2 separate regions of the Sus scrofa genome follow, and region 1 is linked to region 2. The links are chromatin contacts, called in public HiChIP or PLAC-seq maps. All regions are on one chromosome and are shown on one strand. The core of a region is the stretch at or near the end of the contact, and the rest is flanking DNA. Distances in the headings are between cores, read along the strand shown. Region 1 has its middle 13 kb from the start of CREB3L3. Region 2 holds the start of ANKRD24 (ankyrin repeat domain-containing protein 24).

Region 1 (2,700 bases), core at 122-2,621, 33 kb before region 2:
TTGATTAGAGATGAGACTGACATTGCAACTCAGCCCAAAGCAGGACTATTTTTCTTGAGATCTGCGTTGCAGGCTGAGTTGTGGGGTTCACTTCACAAGTATATTTGGAGCTCCTTTGATTGTGGGGGGAAGGTTCTAAGGGCCAGGCGTATACCAGTGCCCAAAATACACAGATTCCTGCTTTCTGGTGTAAACAGCTAACATAGATAAACAGAGCTCCCTTCCATCGAAGGTGTTATACTGGGTGTGACTGGGGTGGGGCGACTTTGGCCAGGGGCAGCCTCTAGGGGAGGTGACCCTTGAGCTGAGACCACTGGGCTTAGGTTTCATCACAACTTTGAAAGACGTTAAGGACTGAATTGTGTGCCCTAGCCCCAGATTCATATGTTGGACTCCTAACCCCGGGGCCTCAGAATGTGACTGTATTTGGAGATGGGGGTCTTCACACAGGTAATTGAGCTAAAATGAGGTGACTAGTGTGGGCTCTAATCCGTAGGACTGGGCTCCTTGTAAAAAGGGGACCTTTGGGGAGTTCCCTCATGGTACAGTGGGTTAAGGATTCGGTGTTGTCACTGCAGCAGCTTTGATTGCTCCTGTGGTGCAGGTTCAGTCCCTGATCCCCGAACTACCACATGTGGCTGGCCGGGCCATAAAACAAACAACAACAACAAAAAAGGCAAGGGGAAAGGGCTCAGAAGGAATGGGCTCAAAAGGAACCTGATCTTGGACTTCCAGCCTCGGGCACTGGGAGAGAATACATTTCTGCTGCTCCAGGCGCTCCCCCGCCCCGTCCCCCATCCGTCTGTGGGACTTTGTTCGCCAGCCACAGGAAAGGAATTCAGAAGGTGAAGGGTGAAGGGCCAGGAGGAAATCAGGATCTGGAGACCCGGACACGCCTCCCCCACCCCCACCCTCACCCTCACCCTATGGCTTCTTTCCCAGAATCCCCTGGGGGTGGAGCCAAAGGAAACACCCACCCCTGTGTACCCTGGCCACAAGGGGAAGGAAGCTGAGATGACCACATTCACAGCCAAGGGAGGCCTCTTTTTCCTGGTGAGAGGGTCAGTTGTGACCCTTGGACCCACCAGCCATAAAACAATCTCCAGGATGAGATGAGATGGAGGCTAGACAGGGAGGGGGTGGTGGGGACGGCCCAGAGGGGTGTGGATCACGAGATGAGTTGGGGGGCTGGACTAGGCTCCAGGCTCTCACAGGGCACTGCCCGGAGACCACCTGGTCTCCTGAAGCTGGGGGACCACCTTCCTATGGCTGGCTGAGGGCAAGCCCCAGACACCAGCCTTGGAGAACATGTCTGTGACACAAGGGGCCGCCCAGGCCTGTGCACAAACACATCCCACCCAGCCCCCACAGAAACTTCTAGAACCATCGCGGGACAGACCATCCACCTTCTCACCCTGGAGCAAGGCCCTCAGTCACCTCCTCAGTGTCATTGTGGTAAGGCCTCGCTGACCACCTGATATACAAGTCACCCCCCCCACAACACTCCATCTCTCTTTCCTGCTTCATTCTTCTATACTTAGTCTCTTCAATTTATTTATTGGGGTTCTCTCTGTGGCTCAGTGGGATCTGCAGCTTAGATCTAGACTGCAGCTCAGATCTGATCCCTGGCCTGTGAACTTGTGGACTCCATATACTGCGGGGTGGCCAAAAAAGAAAAAAAAAATTATTTATTTGCTTCCACACAACTGTTTTTTGGTCTTTTTGCCTTTTCTAGGGCCGCTCCTGCGGCACATTGGAGATTCCCAGGCTGGGGGTCAAATTGGAGCTCTAGCCACCGGCCTACGCCAGAGCCAGAGCAGCACGGGATCCAAGCCGTGTCTGCGATCTACACCACAGCTCACGGCAACGCCGGATCCTTAACCCACTGAGCAAGGCCAGGGATCGAACCTGCAACCTCATGGTTCCTAGTCAGATTCGTTAGCCACTGCGCCATGACAGGAATTCCCAGCGCACAACTGCTTTTCACTTAGCATCTGTCTCCCCACATTGGAACATCGGCTCTGTGGGGGCAGGGCCAGGGGAATAATTATAGTCTCTGGTGTGTCTCCAATGCCTGGCACACAGCAGGTGCTCAATAACTAGCAGGCACAAGAATGAATGAGGGAATTCTTGGACATAGTGTCCTTCAAGCTTTAGGAAGAGCAGAGAGAGGCTCCCCCCTCCCCACTCCCACCACCTGCCAACACCTCCTCCCTCATGGTATTTGGAGACCCTTGTTCAAATTTCCCATCATCACCCACCCCCACACCCCTGAGAGCCCAGAACCCCCTGAACTGGGCAGCCTGGAGGATTAGGTGTTAATCAGTTGGCGTTGCCTAAGAGGTTGATCAGAGTCCCCCTGTCCCCAGCCCCTGGCCTGCGCCCGCCACACCCATGTCACAAGGGTTTTACTCACTGCCTTTCCTGGCTGTACCCCAAGGGACGGTCCTGGAGAAGGAGGAGGGGTGAGGTGGGGGAGAGGGTGGGGGAGGAGCTGCTACTTCCGGACCTCCTCACCTCTTCCTTCAAAAACTGACCTGAAGGAAAGTGTAGAAAAGTCCCTCCAGTCATCAGTCAAAAGAATGGGGAGGTGACATGTGGCAAAGGACAAGTCTCCATCCGGCGCAGGGGACCTGGGTGTTGTCTCAATAGTGGCTGACTCATGAAGTGGCCATGGTGAGTCATAATCCCTTATTAGCC
Region 2 (2,700 bases), core at 137-2,636:
TAATGAGAACACTAGGAAGATGAAAAAGCTCTGGAAATGGATGGTGGTGATGGTTGTATAACATTATAAATGTATTCAATACTGCTGAACTGTAGTCTTAAAATAGTTAAGAAAGTAAATTTTATATTGCGTATATTTTATGAGTATTTTTTAAATTGGGGGAAAAATAGTCATTTTCAGTGATGGCTCCCTGGCCACCTGGTTTCAATGCAGCCCTCAGCTCTTCTTATCTGCTTTGCTTTTCTCCCTAGCTCTTACCACCATCTGGTTTCTTTTTATTCTTCTTTCTTTTTTTTTGGCTGCAACACAGCATAGGGAAGTTCCCTGATTAGGGATCCAATCCAAGCCACAGCTCCAGCAAGGCAGGATCCTTAAACTGCTGCGCCACAGCAGGAACTCCCCACTATCTGATTTCTTATACTTATTTGCTGCTCATCTGTCTTGTTCTGTGATGTGGCTCCAGGTTGGAGAAAGTGTCTGGTATAAGGTAAGTACTTGAATGTTTGTGGAATAAAGTGAAAAACACCCAGGAGGGAAGAGTGGGGCTGCACATCATCTAAGAGCTCACTGATGCCTGACTCAGAATGAACGAGCCAGCCTTTGTGGGAGGGGGGCAATCTTCTCCCCAGTTTACAGAAGGGGAAAGGAAACCCAGAAAGAAGTGACCCAGCCAAGGTCTCAGCGTACGGAGGGACTTCTTTTCAGCGTGGTTGGAGGAGTGTTTCTGATACATCCTCCAGGTTCCTCCCCAGGTCAAAACCCTTCCGCATCACCCTTAGTGTCAACTCCCCAGCCTGGCACTTGAGGCCCATCCTGGCCTCCTTCTGGAAACCTCTTTGATCTAATCTGCTCTCTAAGTTTATTTCCACCCCACCCCCCCGCTTTGCCCGGGTAGTGCATTCTGCCTGGATATACATTGGGTGCTCCCTTATCAGAACTTGAAGACCACCCCATCGCTGGTCCTTCCCCGAGTCACCAGCCTAACCGACCCAGAGCTGGGCGTGTTCGCGTCCCCGGCCGCGCTGGGGCGTCACTTCCCGCCCCCTCCTCATTGGGAAGTCCCTCCCATTATCTAGCCTCAGTGTCTCCTGCTATTCCCACAATTCCCCGCTGCCGGTAGGCCCCGCCCAGCCCACGGCCCTGGGGGTAGCTGTCGGGATCCCGCCGCGCTCACCTCGGGGAGACCGCACTTGCCCTTGTCTGCGTACGGCGACAGGCCAGCCGCATAATTCACCGACATCCTCACCGCCCCAACGGGAACAATAAAGTTTCCCTTGTTGTGGCCGCTTCCGCCGGAAATGGGGTGGGACGGGGAAGGAGGAGCCGCATTCCCATCCACCGCACCTGGCGTCTCCTTCCAAGACGCATGCGCCCCGGACGGACGCTGCGGTCGCCATATTAACTGATGGCAAAGGGAGACCTGCTTCCAGCTTCTGCTTCGTACTGTATGCTGGGCATGTAGCGGGTGGTGGGAAAAAGGCTGTCCAGTGACCGGGCTGGAAACTGGGGGATAGCCGACGAGAGAGTTCTCTAGTCGCCTCTAAAGCGAGGGGCACGAAGATCAGTGCCCTTTTCCCCTTTTCTCACAAATGAGTGAATTGACGTTCCCCTTACTCGCCCTCCACTCTTGCAGAACAGAGCTTGAGAGAAGGGACCCGGGACTCATGCTCCCAATCCAAGGTTCTTTCCCCTGAAAATTTCAGAATTTTCTAAATTTACAAATGTACAGTACCTGTGCGTCGTGGGGGCAATTTGGGGCCTCACTAAGGGAAGGTTGAGGACGCCACTCTTAAGATACTTGGACATTATCTAGGTGGGCGATAATCACTCAGCAGGACAGGTCTCGACTGCACCAAGAAAATGGAGAAACTGCTTCCGGTCACTGGGGCTGGTGGCCTTTAGGACTCATTTAAGAAATGTATTGCACAGCCACTAGGGGGACGCTGGAGAGCAAATGCAGCATTTCATGACCTAGCAGTGGTGACTTAGTGTGACCTGTGTGTAATGAGGGCATTGAGCAAGGAAGGCGCTCTGGCGGAGGCAGCTGACCCAGCCTGGGAGACAACCAGGAAGGCTTCCTGGAGGAGGAAATGTTTCACTAAAGATCTGAACAGTGAGTACAAGTGAGGTGGGGGAAATCAGCCAATTGGGGCTGACAGGAGGTACAGAAAGAGGGCTCCTGGCAGAGGAACAGCAAGTCCAAAGGATGGGAAGAGCAGAAGAGGGTGGCTCTTTCCAGAAACTGAAATCTGCCCAGTGATGTTAGGGAAAAACATCCATGTCTTCCTGCCAAAGCCTGGTGGCCAACAGACAGGCCCACTGCCAGTCTGTCTCCTCCCTCTGCTCATCCCCTACCATTGGGGGTGGCTGCCTGTTCAGAGCTGATCAGGTGTCAGAGCTGAGTGCTGGGAGCTGCTGGTGTGAGCTGGTGGCCCCGCTGGAGCAGGTAACCAGAGCCGGCAGTGGACACGGTGGCCTGGTGCTGGAGTCAGTGGAGCTGCAGAAGGTAGGGGCAGAGGAGATGAGGGAGGCCTGGGCTGGAGGCTCCCCTTAGGGCCTCAGGCCCCTTGCCCCTGGGCACTGGCATATGGGAGAATGGAGGGCTGGTGTATGCCCCAGTTATGCTGAGGCAACAGGCACCCAGACACACACACACACGCACACACACACACACGCACACCCATTCATGGGTGCACTTTG

Evidence for each region. HiChIP or PLAC-seq counts read pairs in DNA pulled down with a chosen protein or histone mark.
Region 1: a contact with region 2 is called in an H3K27ac HiChIP or PLAC-seq map of alveolar macrophages. The contact joins the enhancer-like site here to the promoter of ANKRD24 in region 2. A contact is called at or near these places in 1 of 5 promoter capture datasets (fetal liver), 20 of 47 Hi-C or Micro-C datasets (blood, embryonic fibroblasts, fetal heart ventricle and 10 more) and 1 of 2 datasets of contacts at active chromatin or transcription factors (alveolar macrophages).

What each region holds. Positions count from the first base shown.
Region 1 is chr2:74,600,097-74,602,796 of Sscrofa11.1, reverse strand. No RefSeq gene overlaps it. Among named protein-coding and RNA genes, the nearest start is that of CREB3L3, 13 kb to the right of the region's middle. Within about 2 kb of position 1,371, at least 36 of the 83 cell types and tissues checked have an H3K27ac peak or open chromatin away from gene starts, as enhancers often do. A contact at or near this core is called in alveolar macrophages, fetal liver, liver and 1 more, where this site is marked.
Region 2 is chr2:74,567,088-74,569,787 of Sscrofa11.1, reverse strand. It overlaps ANKRD24 (ankyrin repeat domain-containing protein 24), which reads left to right and starts at 1,386. Exons shown (of 23, transcript XM_021084071.1): 1 at 1,386-2,113. It overlaps SIRT6 (sirtuin 6), which reads right to left and starts at 1,249. Exons shown (of 10, transcript NM_001114273.1): 1 at 1,175-1,249. The coding sequence starts at 1,240.